4 separate regions of the Mus musculus genome follow, and all the other regions are linked to region 3. A link is a contact called in public HiChIP or PLAC-seq and promoter capture Hi-C data. All regions are on one chromosome and are shown on one strand. Each heading gives the region's core, a stretch centred on a gene start, on an enhancer-like site or on the middle of the called end of the contact. The rest is flanking DNA. Distances are from core to core; before and after follow the strand shown.

Region 1 (2,954 bases), core at 159-2,658, 420 kb after region 3:
AAAACCACCCCATGACTCTGGGGTCCGCCCCTTGGCCGACCTTCTCATCTGTTTCCTGAGTCCCTGTGACGACTTTGGATTCCTGTCTTGGGGGTCTGCCCCTAGAGGATCTCAAGTTCTTCCCAGCACCCCGCGGACAGTCAACACCCACCAAAGGGGTCCTTCCCCTCCCCCACAGTCCCTCGGCTTCGCGCCACAGACCGACAGTCCACAGCTGGCAACAGCCCAGAGACCTGGTGGGCTGGGGCAGGCACTGTGGTAGCGGCTGGTGCAGCGGGGTGCCGGGCCCCTGCTAGTAAACAACAAGAAACAACTCAGCAAAAAGAAACACCCGTGGATACAGAGAAAGAAGAATGGCTGCCATAGCCATTCTAGAAAGCACAGCAAGCCCACAGCTGAGGTGTCGAAGCTGCAGGAAAGAGGATCCCAGCTATTCAGGAGGCTGAGCCTGGAGCCTGAAGACCATTTGAGAGCATGACGGATGTCAAGACTTCCAGGCCAGCCTAGACTACTGAGGAACCCTGACTCAAAATGCAAAAATAAAATAAAATAAAACAAGATGAAAAAATAAGGGTCTGGAGAGATGGCTCAGGGGTTAAGAGCACTGCCTGCTCTTCCAGACGTCCTGAGTTCAATTCCCAGCAACCACTTGGTGGCTCACAGCCATCTGTCATGCGATCTGACGCCCTCTTCTGGTGGGTCTGAAGACATCGACAGTATACTCATATACATAAATCTTTTTAAAATTATATAAAATAAAAATCAGGCAGGCAGGGGCAGTATATGCCTTTAGTCCCAATACTCAGAGAGGCAGAAGCAGGTGGATCTCTTAGAGTTGGAGGCCAGCCTGGTTCCAGGATAGACCAGACTACATATATTCCCTCCTCCTGCGGACACTTCCCAGGTCTGTCAGGCTGGACGTTGGAGGGTTCTAAGACAAGGTCACCCCAGCACCTCCGACTAGAGTCAGTTACATGTCTTGTCTCGTGCCCTTGCTACAGGGCTCTTAGCGTCTTGCCCTACTGTGGTATTGTGAGCTTCCCGGGGGTTGACACTCTGTCAGCTCAGCCAGCTTGGCCATTACCTTTTCCTCCTGGGGTCGCTGGTATCATGGCCATCCCTTTGTTCCCTGTCTCCAGTGGTGACACGTCCCAGTTCTTTCAGTGGTTGTGACTGGTCTTTCTTCACTCTGCCCTCCAGTGTGCTGTGGGACACAGCATCACCACCATCATCCTCACTATCATCAGAGCGGGAAAGGGAAGAGGCCCACACGGGTTCTAATAACTTGCTACTCCCCAGACGCCTGTCAGCCTGCTCCCCATGGTCCTAGGGCTCCCTTGAAGTGTGTGGGAGAGGCAGCCACCTACTTGCCTGTGCACCGTCTGTGTCCCCCACAACCATGGTACTCCGTGGAAGCCAGCCTTCCAATGGAACTATGGAATGCTGGGAACAGAGGCTCCACAGTGATGACGGGGACAAGCCATTCCTCTCAGGCAGCCCTTGTCCCCCTCCTGGCTCCAGAAGGGCAGCATAGGCCCAGAAGCTGCAGGCGTGGACAGAAACGAGGTCTCCCGGGCTCCGGGTGCGGAAGGCTCAGTGGAAACTTTCTGAGTGGTTGTCTTCAAAAGGCCCACCTAGCACAGGACTCCAGAGAATGCTTCGTTGAGCCCGGAGCAGCTGTCCAGACCTGGTGTCCAGAGTGATCCAGCAGCTCCACGCAGCAAGCTCCAGAGATCAGCCACAGACTGGTGCCCCCCCACCCCAGGCAGCAATCGGCTGCATCATGGCCTCACTGGGGCACAGGCAAGTGGAGTCAGACCCAACCCCCAGCTGTTCTCTCAGCTCTGCCCCACATCTGACCCTCTCTAGCTCCTCATCCACACCTAGACAGCCAGGAAACTATATCTGCAGGCCTCACTGCAGCTATCTTAGCAACCTGGAGGCCATTCTTAGCAAGGCAATCCAGGTATATCCTCAGCCCCTTCGGGGGCTTCTGTGACGCTCAGGGAGCCACAATCCTTATCACGGCTCCTGGGGCAGTAGATAACGCTGAAGAGCCACACACGAGAGACTCCATCCAACTCTACAGCTCAGCCTCCTTCCCCGACGGTGCTCCTTGCTGCTCCACGGTGCCATGTGCTCCCTCTATGAAGCCTCCTGTCCCCTCAGCCCGAAATGTTCTGCCTGTCACCAGCCATTCTCCGCAGAACGGCAGGGCTATGCCTAGCTCCAGCCAGCCACTAGCCCATGTGGACTCCTCCCCAGTCTCCAGCCCAGGTGTTCCCTACTCAGGTGGCTCCTTGTGTCCTTTCTCCTTCCCACACTTCTCCACTGGCATCTTCTACAGGGACAGTGCAGAGACCTTGAACAAACATCCCGTCGTACATGGCCACCATCCCAGTGTGCATACAGAAAGAGGCCACCCTGGCCATTAAGAGGTGGGCACCACTGTGGCCTGTAAGGAGGGATGGCGGGGACAGTGAGGAGCTTCGAGGACATGCTCCTTCCTGTGCGGGAGGGAAAGCAAGATGGTGCAGCCACTGTCAGATCGAAGCAGGGTTGGTTTTTGTTGTTGTTGAAGTATTTCTGTGTATGTGTGTTTGCCTGAATATATGTTAGTGTGGCACATCCACACGGCACCCACAGTGCCAGAAGAAGGCACAGAAGCCCCTGGAACTGGAGTTATAAGATGGCTGTGAGCTGTCATATGGATTCTGGATACAAAACCCAAGTCCTCTGCAAGAGCAGGTAGTGCTCATAACCAGTGAGTCATCTCTCCAGCCCTGGGCAGGTTCTGGAGGCTGTGACTCCCCCCCCCCCCCACAGTGCCTCGCTGTACTCTGAAGACCCTACCCACACAAACGATATGCCAGGGTGTGTAGAGCTATTCACAGGATGCCCAACTGCAAATAACCCAAGATCTCATAGCAGGAGAAGCTTGAGGTACACCCACC
Region 2 (3,390 bases), core at 42-2,541, 360 kb after region 3:
TAAAATATTTATTTATTTGTTTTATGCATATGAGTGCACTGTAGCTGTACAGATGATTGTGAGCTATCATGTGGTTGCAGGGAATTGAATTCAGGACCTCTGCTCGCTCCGGCCCCACTCGCTCCAGTCCAAAGATTTATTTATTATTTTATGTAAGTACACTGTAGCTGTCTTCAGACACACCAGGAGAGGGTGTCAGATCTCATTATGGATGGTTGTGAGCCACCATGTGGCTGCTGGGATTTGAACTCAGGGCCTTTGGAAGAGCAGTTGGTTCTCTTAACCACTGAGCCATCTCACCAGCCCATAATTTTTTTTTAAGTTAAAAAGAAAAGTTAGCTGAGCCAGCCAGTAGGCAGTGTTCCTCTGTGGCCTCCACTTCAGTTCCTGCCCTGACTTCCCTCAATGACCCGGAAGTGTAAGTTGAAACAGACCCTTTTTTCTCCTAAGTTGTCTTTGGGCATTGTGGTTACCACAGCAACAGACGACAAACGTGAACACTAATCAGGCTGACAGCACCACCTCCTTTTGAGATCTGAAGGGTACAGTTGAAGGTGAATATATTGAGCACACAACCAGAGAAGGGCATGTGTGGGCACAGGTGGGCACAACGGGCAGTGGTGGGACTCACCCATGTAACCCTGTGACAAACACAAGGCTAGCAAATGGGTCCTAAAGACTGGGCCTTCTCACCAGTAATAATCCAGACCCTCCACTTGAAAGGTCCTTTAACGGATTGGGCAGTAACGGGTCAGGGAGGCAGAGAGCAGTGTAAGAACAGTGGCTACTTCACCCACACTCTAGCTACCAAACAGGGGGCCGTGGGTCTCCTGCTCCCAGAGGCCCTGGTGTTGGCACCCGTTCCGGTTGCACAGTGGGCTCTCTCCAGTCTTTCAGTATATTGTCTTTCTTCTAGTAACTTCCAAGTTCTGATACAAGCCACCTCTCTCCTCAGTCAAACACTACCTTCTAGTTTTATGTTTGCCCGCAGTGATGTGAGAGGCATCTGCGCATGCCTCTACTCTCAGGGTTGCAGGGAGACCGCATCAGCCAACCAGAATCCTTCTCTGAGAGCTCTCCTGGTGCTGAGGCAGGAGGCTTTCATTCCTGGCCACTGTCAGACTAGAGAAAGGCAAGGTGGCTTGTGAGATCACCTATTGATGGCAGGAAGCCAGGGGGACCGAGGTGGCGGAAAAGGAAGACGACGATGGGGAAGAAAAACACAGAGCAGGAGTAAGAGAGAGAAGGAACGGGAACCGGAAGACATCTAAGGAACCGGAAGAGGAAACGGAGAAGAGGAGGACCCACCCGTGAGCACCCAGGAGAGCTGCAGTTAGCGAGTAGCTGAACTATCCGCCCTATCCTGTGGGTTGGATTTCACAGGAGCTGGAGCAGAGCGAGGGTGGGGGACATAGGGTGTAGGGCCCACAGGGTTCTAGCAGCTGGCCAGGCACTGCCACCACCTTGTAAATGGGAGCTGTGTTAGAAGCAAATGTGTGCTTCTGTGCGGGGAGGGGGGGGAGTTCCCCGGGGGGGGTCTCCCTCCCCCCCCGTCCCCTCCCCCACCCTGCCCCAACCTTCCCAGCACCTGTCAGGAAACACTGACCCCATTGCGAGGCTCAGCTTTGCACGGCCTCTGTCTAACACCTTGTAAAGAAGGGCACCGGTGCAGAAGATTAAAGGGCACCCATTAAGTAAGTTGTTTTATTTCTTCGGAGACCGAAGGCAGGCTGAAGCTGGGCGAGGAAACATCGCCCAGTTGTTTACTCTCTGTTACCAGGCACCGTGAAGCACCTTCCAGAGGCACCCCAGGCAGGTCACGCTGGTGGTTTATAAGGTGTAACTGTTGGGGGGCAGCCAGCGCCAGCCTGCGGGGAGGCTGGGGCAGTCACATAGGTCAGCAGGAACAGTCCGCACCAATAAAAGCTCACCCGGCCCCAGCCCAGTGGGACCCTGAAGGAGGTCTGCTTGGCTCTCAAGTCCTCAGCAAGGCCTGCGTGGAATGTGTCTCGAGACCCTGCCCGTTTACACTACTGTGCTATTGTGACTGGCTCAGATTGGCTAGGGAGACCTCTTGGCCATAGGTGTGCGTGTGTGCGTGCGTACGTGCGTGCGTGCGTGCGTGCGTGCATGCAGATGACCTGGGACACTGAGGCTCCCTGGGTGCCGACCTCGGCTCTCTTGATCTGCTTAGGAAGCAAGAGGCTTTAGCAAAACCTTCCATGTTGGACGAACAGAAAACAATGTGTATGGCTGGATTCAAACAGAGGGCTTTAGGTGACAAGAAGCCCAGAGGGGACAGGAGCATTCCAGACTTGGTGGCAAACAGCCTCTCCCTCTCCCTCTCCCCCTCCCCCTCCCCCTCCTTTCTTTCTCTTCCCTCTCCTCCCTCTCTCTCTCTCTCTCTCTCTCTCTCTCTCTCTCTCTCTCTCTCTCTCTCTCTCTCTCTCTCTCTCCCCCCCTCTATTTCTTCTTTCTCCTCTCATGCCTCTTCTCCCTCTCACTCCCTCACCTTTCTCTTTCTCCTTCTCTCTCATTCTATCTCCCCATCTGTCTCCCCCCACCCCCATGCCGCAGCTTGGCATTTCCTTTCCCCCTTAGTGTGCCCTCTGCCTCTCCTGTGTCTCCTGCTCCTCTGGTACAGAGTGCCATCCCCATGGGCCCAGCCCTGAGCAACATCTGAGTCTCAGATTCAGGTGGGAGGATCTGATTGGCCAACATGGAGTCGACTCTGTCCATCCCCAGCCCAAGAAGCAGGGACTTAGAGGATCACAAGGAAAGTCACCCACTGCTCCTTTCCTGAAGCCAGCACACATCCCATCTTCAAAAGCCGAGCGTGATGTCACGGACCTTTGATCCCAGCAGTCAGGCAGCAGAGGCAGGCAGATCTCAAGCTCAAGGTCAATGTGGTTTACATAGCAAGTTCCAAGTCAGCCAGGGCTACATAGAGACCCAGTCAAAAAGAAAGAAGCCTACTTCATATCTTCCTTAAAAAATAAAAATAATTTCAAAAAATAAATTTATTTTTAGCTAGGAACATGGCTCAGTGGTAGCACCTATGATGACCTTCTTAAAGTCATTTCCAGACTAGGCATGGTGGTGGGTTCCTGCCATCCAAGCTCTCTGGATGATGAGGCTGGAGGGGACTTCTGAATCGTCCCTAGCTGGCTAGATCTCGGCTCTCCTGGGCCTCCCTTAAGCCAGCTTCCCTTCTTAACAACATGCTGGTGTCCTAAACTCTCCTCTCCTTTCTGTCCCTGTTGTATGTACGCAGAATCACAGTCTGATCTTTTGGAAAAGTATACACTGCAGACATGACCAAACCAGGCCTGGCCTCTGCTCCTCGGGCCCCTCATCGACAGAGGAGCTTGGGGTAGGACTTAGGGCTCG
Region 3 (3,009 bases), core at 13-2,512:
AGTGGGTGGCAGAAGTTTTTTCTTTACCTATGACACCACCAAATAACACCACCAAATGCTTCTTCTTTGGCAGAGAAGGAAGGGGTGGGGGGCTACTAACCCAGATCTTGACACAGTTTCCACTTGCTTTCAAAGAATAATTGCGTGCAGACATCATGAACAGAGACTGCCTCCTCAAGGCTAACCTGCATCCGTACCGTACCCGGATGGAGGGGAGCCACTTGGAGAGATGCCCCTTTTAGAATGAGCAGCATCCAGGAGTTTGGATTCAAAGTTTGACATGGTTAAATGTAAAACGAGACGGGTGGGGGATGCTTACACCCCTGGGTGGGTGGGTGTGTGTGTGGGGGGGACCAGCATGCAGGCTTTACAAATGCTTAATGTAATCACCAAGCAGCTGCACACACTTGTAAAGCTGTTGTAACCCCCTCCTTGTTATAAACAGGAAAGTACAGCGTATGGAGCTAAGGACCTACATTCACGAACACCAGCTCCCCGCCAGCTGCCACCCTCCCCCTTTATGGTGTGCCTGGCTAGGAACCTTAGCCAGACCCAAGGACCTTGTTGTCCCCCCCCCGCCCCCCCACACTTTCCAAGGGGAGTTGTTTTGTATTCTTCCTCTGGCCAGCCAAGGTAGGGGACCAGATACTCTGCCCATCCACAGCTTTCCAGAGCTGTCTGCTTTCCACCTCCAAAAACGTTGGCTACTGAGATCCAGTCATTTGAGTCTCCTGGAACCCCGTTAGGTGGGGCCTCTTCGACAGTAGTCCCCTAGAGAGTGCTCATCTCTGTAAGGTGTGTGTGTGTGTGTGTGTGTGTGTGTGTGTGTGTGTGTCTACTGTCTTCCGAGTTCCCAAAGTGCAGACAACGGTGCTATCTCTACAATGCCCTAAGCTTGGGGAAATCAAAGCTCTTTTGTGGGAGGATCCCCAAGACCAGATTACAATGTACCCCTTGGCTTCCCCACCCCCATCTCCATTCCTCCTTTCTGGCCTACCAGACCCAGCTTGGGGAGAGCCACCCGTCCCTCCACATCCTGCCTCGCTGACTGTGTGCTTACAGCGTCAAGGGGTGGACGTGGTATTTCAAACATCAGATCAGTGCGTTTATATATTGGGTGCCCGGAAATTTTTCCAAATAAACACAGCTTGATTCAACTTGGGTGGGCGGACTTATCAACAGACTAATTCTATAAACAAATGAAGACTAGCCCCGAAACCGATTGGTTGGTATCAAAAAGACACGTGGAGGGAAGAGCTGGGAGATTTTCAGCAATGAAATTTTAATTAATGTGGGTGGGCTGAGAACACAAGGACTGTTTATCATAGACAATTTATTTTCCAGCGCTAAGTCAACACATAATAGCAAACTTACAACAATTATTTAACATTTTTAAAGCCATGAAGAAGGGACAAAGCGCGCAGCGGCTGGGGAGAGCGGCTGATCGCAGGGCAGTCGCACAGAGGGCTCCCCAGGAGGGCCCTGGTGCGGGGCAAAGTCCTTAGGACTCCCCGGTGGAGCGGAGAGGCTGCTGTCGCCATGAGCCACCTCTTCAGTCCCCCGCTGGCCGCTCTGGCAGCCTCGCCGCTGTTGTACGTGTACAGCCCCGAGAGGCCTGGGCTGCCCCTGGCCTTCGCCCCTGCGGCTGCACTGGCCGGCCCGGGCCGCGTCGAGCCCCCGCAGAAGCCGCCCTACAGCTACATCGCTCTTATAGCCATGGCGATCCAGGATGCTCCCGAGCAGAGGGTCACACTGAACGGCATCTACCAGTTCATCATGGATCGCTTCCCGTTCTACCACGACAACCGCCAAGGCTGGCAGAACAGCATCCGCCACAACCTGTCGCTCAACGAGTGCTTCGTGAAGGTGCCACGTGAGAAGGGGCGGCCGGGCAAGGGCAGCTACTGGACCCTGGACCCCCGCTGCTTGGACATGTTTGAGAACGGCAATTATCGGCGCAGGAAGAGGAAGCCCAAGCCCGCCGCGGGTTCCCCGGAGGCCAAGCGCACCCGGGTCGAGCCGCCGGAGTCCGAGGTGGGCTGCGATGTAGGGTCCCCGGACCTGGCCACTGCACTCCCGACGCGCGCGCCGGATCGCTCCCAATCCCCGGCAGTAGGCACCGCGCGGCCCGCGCTCCTTCCCTGGCCCGGCCCTGAGCCCCGGGACCCCGACGCGGACCTCACAGTCCAGGGCGCAGGGGCAGTGGCAAGCGGCCAGCTCCAGCGTCCGGCACACCACCTGGGGTCCCCTCTGTGCCCCGCCCCCAGCGGCTCCCCAAAAGGTTCCAAGTCAAAGAGTTTCAGCATCGACAGCATCTTGGCCGTGAGACCGACGCCAGCCTCAGGGGCCGAAGCACCGGGGATCCCTAAGCCCGTGCCTGGCGCGCTGGGCTCCTCTCTGCTGGCTGCCTCCTCCGGCCTAGCGCCTCCCTTCAACGCTTCGCTGGTCTTCGACGCGCACGTCCAGGGCGGCTTTTCCCAGCTGGGGATTCCCTTCCTTTCTTATTTTCCTCTGCAGGTTCCCGAGGCCACAGTGCTTCGTTTCCACTAAGGCGGATTAGCGGCTGCTTCCCTGCCTCGCGATCCCCCCACCTCCAGTGAGCCAATGCCTGTGGGCGAAGGAGTCGCCCCGGTCTCTGCCCTGGCAGAGACTGAGGGTTTGGAGCAGCGTACCCGTGCCGGCCAAAGTCGTGCACTGAGGGGCCTCGTCCATCTGCTTTCTCCGAAGATGACTTAACCAGCCACCGGAAGCTTTGCAGATTTAAAAGACTGGTCCAGTAGAGGACATGGTCGCCGCACACTCAGCCCTCACGGTTCGTCTCCAGCAGAAGCCCCTCGTAGGCTTTGGCGGCGTTGTACAGTGACCACCACAAGTCCCCACTCGGACCTGAGTCTCCTGCTGACCCTGAGGGCAGGACTTAGAGATATAGCGAACAGCTCTATGTGGAGGTTCAACTGGATCATGGAAGGCTCAGCGGGCTCCGTGTGGCATAGGCCTTGGCTTTGATCT
Region 4 (3,372 bases), core at 529-3,028, 390 kb before region 3:
ATGACTTATGCCAGGAGATCCTACACTGAATCTCTCCTGAGTGGCTATCGCTGGCGTGTGGGAAATGTACACGTGGCTCACATGAGACACCACCTTCATAGCTTCACCCTCAAAGACCCCATCAATATTCAGCTGTGAGTCAGTGCCCATTGTAGGTGGCTTGGGTTCTCTTAGGTCCTGAGTGGAGCTATTTCAGACTTCTAGGAAAACAGTTAGAAAAAAATAGACCCCACTCACACCCCGATGTATATGGCTTCAGGACAGTTGTCAGGCAGGCTGGGCTGGTGTCTTCTAGTGTGTACAGAGACACCTGCTGCTAGGACCAGAAGCTAGGGCTGGTGTCCCTAATCTCTCTCTACCTTTAGCTAAGAGGCAGGCACACTGGGTGGACATTTGGGATCTGTTCTGTGCCTTTGATATTTGTAAGTAGGAAAATCTGCATACGCTTATAAGGTGCCTATTTGGGAAATGAAAGGGGTATAAATGCACACAGGAGTCTGTTGTAGTAATCTGAGCGTGTCTGACTTCTGGACTCTGCCCTTCACAGCAAACACTTATTAAAACACTCCCATATTACTATTAAAGAATTTGAGCTGGACTATGGTGGCACACACCTTTAATCCCAGCCCTTGGGAGGCAGAGGCTAGCAGATCTCTGTGAATTTGAGGCCAGCCTGGTCTAGTTCGGGGACAGCCAGGGCTACAGGGAAACCCTGTCTTGGAAAACAAACAATAAACCCAATAATAATAGTAATAAAACAAATGAGCTTTGAAAAGTAGTTTTCATTTGAAATTCCTTGGCTCCAGGGAACTCCACTTGGCTTTTGACTGTTGGATGGTATTTATCATTGAACTAATACCCGGTAATGTCTTAAGTGCCTTTCAGGTATACCACAATGCTCATCAGGATAAACTAGAGTTAGAAGGTTCTGTTTGGAAAATCCTTATTTGAATTCGTATTTATTTGAAACCTAGCCGTATACTTCTTGTATTTGTGGACCAATCAAAAATTCTTGTCGCGGCTCCAACGTTTTCCTAAGTATTTTAAAAGCCAGACGGGTGAGAGTCCTGTAAGCGTGGCCGCAGGTGTGTAATTGGGCAGCCTGCAACGAAAGTCCCTCTCGACCCTCACCTAAGGCTCCCCGCTCCCACATCCTACTCAGGTTGGGAACAGGCTCGACCGGGCTCCTGACATCACTGGGGGACACAAGGGAACCGATAATGCGTAGCCTTCCTGGGGGCATCCCAGCCTCAGCGCTCGCGACTCCCCTGGTTTCCCAGATTTCCTGCGCAATTTCAGGCGGTCATCCTCCATCCAGGAGGGCGCGCTGCAAGTGGCTGTCACCCAGCACGCAGCTCTGGGACTGGTCTTTGCTCTGAAACTCCAGCCTGAGCAGCTGACACTCAGGGTGCCCCTGGACACGTGCCCGGGACAGAGGCTCTCCAAACCTGAACGACACCCCGAGGATGATCCGTGCATCACCAGCCTCCTTGACCTTAGGCAGACGCCCCAGCCCCCCGGCCATTTTTGGGGCAGCCCCCTCCCCCGCCGCCCCCGGAGTAAAGAGAGAAAAGGACTCCACGGGGTCGGGGACGTGCAAAAGTGATTTCTCGGAAAGAGAGCGCTTCAGAGAAGGCGGATTTGGCAGGCTGCGCTGATTGGGCCGCGCCAGCGCCCCTCCCGCTCCTCAATTAGCTCGCGCGACCGTCGCTCTGCGCGCGGGACCCGCCTTCTCCCCCGCCCCATCTATAAAAGCAGGCGCGCGCGTACGGGCCTCCAGGAGCCCGCGGGCGGTCCCGGAGGCGCGGGCAGCGTGGGAACCGGCGGCAGGTAGGACGCGATGGGGTGGGCGCGGGGGCCGGGGCTGTGGCTCTCCCACCTTCGCCCAAACGGAGTGCACAGCACGTTAGCAGGTGCTTGCTCTGGCTGCTCTCCAAAAACAACAACAACAACCAACAACAACAACAACAACAAAACCCAACCAAATGAACAAACACCTCTCCCTTTAAAATCTGCCTGATGGCCAACTTCATAATGAAGAGAAATAGATCTGCCAATCACCGCGCGGCAGCCCGGCTTCCATGCATGAACTATCCAAAGCTCGCGACTGGGCTCGCCCAGGGACCGACTGGCTTTGATTCTGACTAGTGGCAATCTGATTGCCCAGTGGCGCTGGACTTCTCTGATTGTCCAGTGGCCCAGCTGGCCCCGGAAGGAAAGTCTTCCGTGTGGGTCCCACACAGCTCTCAAGACCAGATTTGCTGTGAGCTTGGCCCCAGGCTATAGGGGCAGACTTTTCCCCTGGTGAGAAAGATTACTTACCCACAGCCGGGAAGGGCGTTCAGGGGGTAGAAACTAATAGAAACCATTCACTAGAATCTTAAAATGGTAGATCACTGTTTTGTTTGTTTTTGTTTTGTTTCTGATACAGGGTATCACTCTGTAGCCCAGGCTCATTCCAATGAGCTCCCGGTTATCCGCCTACCTCTTCTGAGTGTTAGGATTTCAGGCGGAGCTTGGGGGGTGCCCAGGTGCTCAATGGCCCTGTTTTTTTCTTTTAAAGTCAAACGATAAGAGCAGTTTCGTGACAGTTCTAGGTTTGTCCCTTTAAGTTATGGCAGGCTCCTTCATGAAGAACTGGGACCGATTCAGTGTCCCTGAGGAAGCTTGGGGCCAGAAAGAGATGGGTCTGTGATGGATTTCCGTTCAGTGGTGGTCAGACTGTGGCCCAGGGCTGAATGAAAGGGATTACGGTGTGGTGTGAGCCCCGCCAAACATGGCTGGTGCAGATGTTGACAGCTGTGTTAGGCGAGCCTCTGTCCCCTGCCTTGTGAGAAGCCTGACCTAAGACACGTTGCTCTAGATGTAAGTTAGCTGTAGGCAGGATTGGGCCCACAGGGAATGCTGCCTCAAAATCAAGAAGAGGAAGCTAGAATCATGTGAGCGTGTTTATAAACCATTAATTGTCCATAGTTGTAAGAGAGTCAGGCTATGCCTGTCTAGGACCTCAGATTGGCCTCCAAGGCAATAGAGGAGATTGTCCAGGTGCTGAGAGCCGGACCCTGTCAGGTGTTCTTTCATCTGCAGAATGAATGAAAGAAAGCATCCCTTCTGTGTGTACTGTCACTGGCAGGGTGCTGGCAGTTTGTGCTGTGCCTGCCCAGGGGATGGTGGTCCCTCCCAGTCTCTCCCCCTTCCGAGTGTAGAAGAGGCTGGGTTAGAGAATTTTAACCTCCTAGCTTCCATGGTCTGCCATTCACCTTTCCTTTTAAACACCCCTTTTCTCTGTCACCCACCAAGACATCTGTCTTTCACAGTTCTGGGGTGTTGGGTACCCCAGGATCCCTGACAAGAAAGTGCCATTCCTGTTCT

What was found. Promoter capture Hi-C pulls out the DNA fragments that hold promoters and counts their contacts. HiChIP or PLAC-seq counts read pairs in DNA pulled down with a chosen protein or histone mark.
Region 1: a promoter capture Hi-C map of hematopoietic stem and progenitor cells shows a contact between it and region 3, with 6 times the contacts expected there. The contact joins the promoter of 1700018B08Rik here to the promoter of Foxl1 in region 3. A contact is called at or near these places in 17 of 39 promoter capture datasets (the 3T3-L1 cell line, 3T3-L1-derived adipocytes, the C10 cell line and 13 more), 4 of 15 datasets of contacts at CTCF or cohesin (embryonic stem cells, large pre-B cells and pro-B cells), 11 of 484 Hi-C or Micro-C datasets (the G1E-ER4 cell line, the HL-1 cell line, cerebral cortex and 3 more), 23 of 115 datasets of contacts at active chromatin or transcription factors (craniofacial prominence, embryonic basal ganglia, embryonic forebrain and 12 more) and 4 of 9 other capture datasets (adipose tissue, liver, macrophages and 1 more).
Region 2: an H3K4me3 HiChIP or PLAC-seq map of embryonic limb bud shows a contact between it and region 3, with 3 times the contacts expected there. The contact joins the enhancer-like site here to the promoter of Foxl1 in region 3. A contact is called at or near these places in 6 of 39 promoter capture datasets (cranial neural crest, frontonasal cranial neural crest, liver and 3 more), 2 of 15 datasets of contacts at CTCF or cohesin (the NIH/3T3 cell line and embryonic stem cells), 1 of 484 Hi-C or Micro-C datasets (embryonic fibroblasts), 16 of 115 datasets of contacts at active chromatin or transcription factors (bone marrow-derived macrophages, craniofacial prominence, embryonic basal ganglia and 10 more) and 5 of 9 other capture datasets (adipose tissue, embryonic stem cells, liver and 2 more).
Region 4: a contact with region 3 is called in a promoter capture Hi-C map of stem cell-derived epiblast-like cells, with 3 times the contacts expected there. The contact joins the promoter of Irf8 here to the promoter of Foxl1 in region 3. A contact is called at or near these places in 8 of 39 promoter capture datasets (cranial neural crest, embryonic stem cells, frontonasal cranial neural crest and 3 more) and 4 of 115 datasets of contacts at active chromatin or transcription factors (embryonic stem cells, memory CD8 T cells and microglia).

Annotation. Positions count from the first base shown.
Region 1 is chr8:121,542,920-121,545,873 of GRCm38.p6, forward strand. 1700018B08Rik (RIKEN cDNA 1700018B08 gene) reads right to left here and starts at 1,409. Exons shown (of 9, transcript NM_001382232.1): 1 at 1,372-1,409; 2 at 1,085-1,237. The coding sequence starts at 1,118. 1700030M09Rik (RIKEN cDNA 1700030M09 gene) reads left to right here and starts at 1,469. Exons shown (of 3, transcript NR_045903.1): 1 at 1,469-1,803; 2 at 2,348-2,438.
Region 2 is chr8:121,482,855-121,486,244 of GRCm38.p6, forward strand. No RefSeq gene overlaps it. Among named protein-coding and RNA genes, the nearest start is that of 1700018B08Rik, 60 kb to the right of the region's middle. Within about 2 kb of position 1,292, at least 17 of the 459 cell types and tissues checked have an H3K27ac peak or open chromatin away from gene starts, as enhancers often do. A contact at or near this core is called in embryonic limb bud, where this site is marked.
Region 3 is chr8:121,126,423-121,129,431 of GRCm38.p6, forward strand. It overlaps Foxl1 (forkhead box L1), which reads left to right and starts at 1,263. Exons shown (of 1, transcript NM_008024.2): 1 at 1,263-3,009. The coding sequence starts at 1,540. The coding sequence ends at 2,550.
Region 4 is chr8:120,734,580-120,737,951 of GRCm38.p6, forward strand. It overlaps Irf8 (interferon regulatory factor 8), which reads left to right and starts at 1,779. Exons shown (of 9, transcript NM_008320.4): 1 at 1,779-1,830.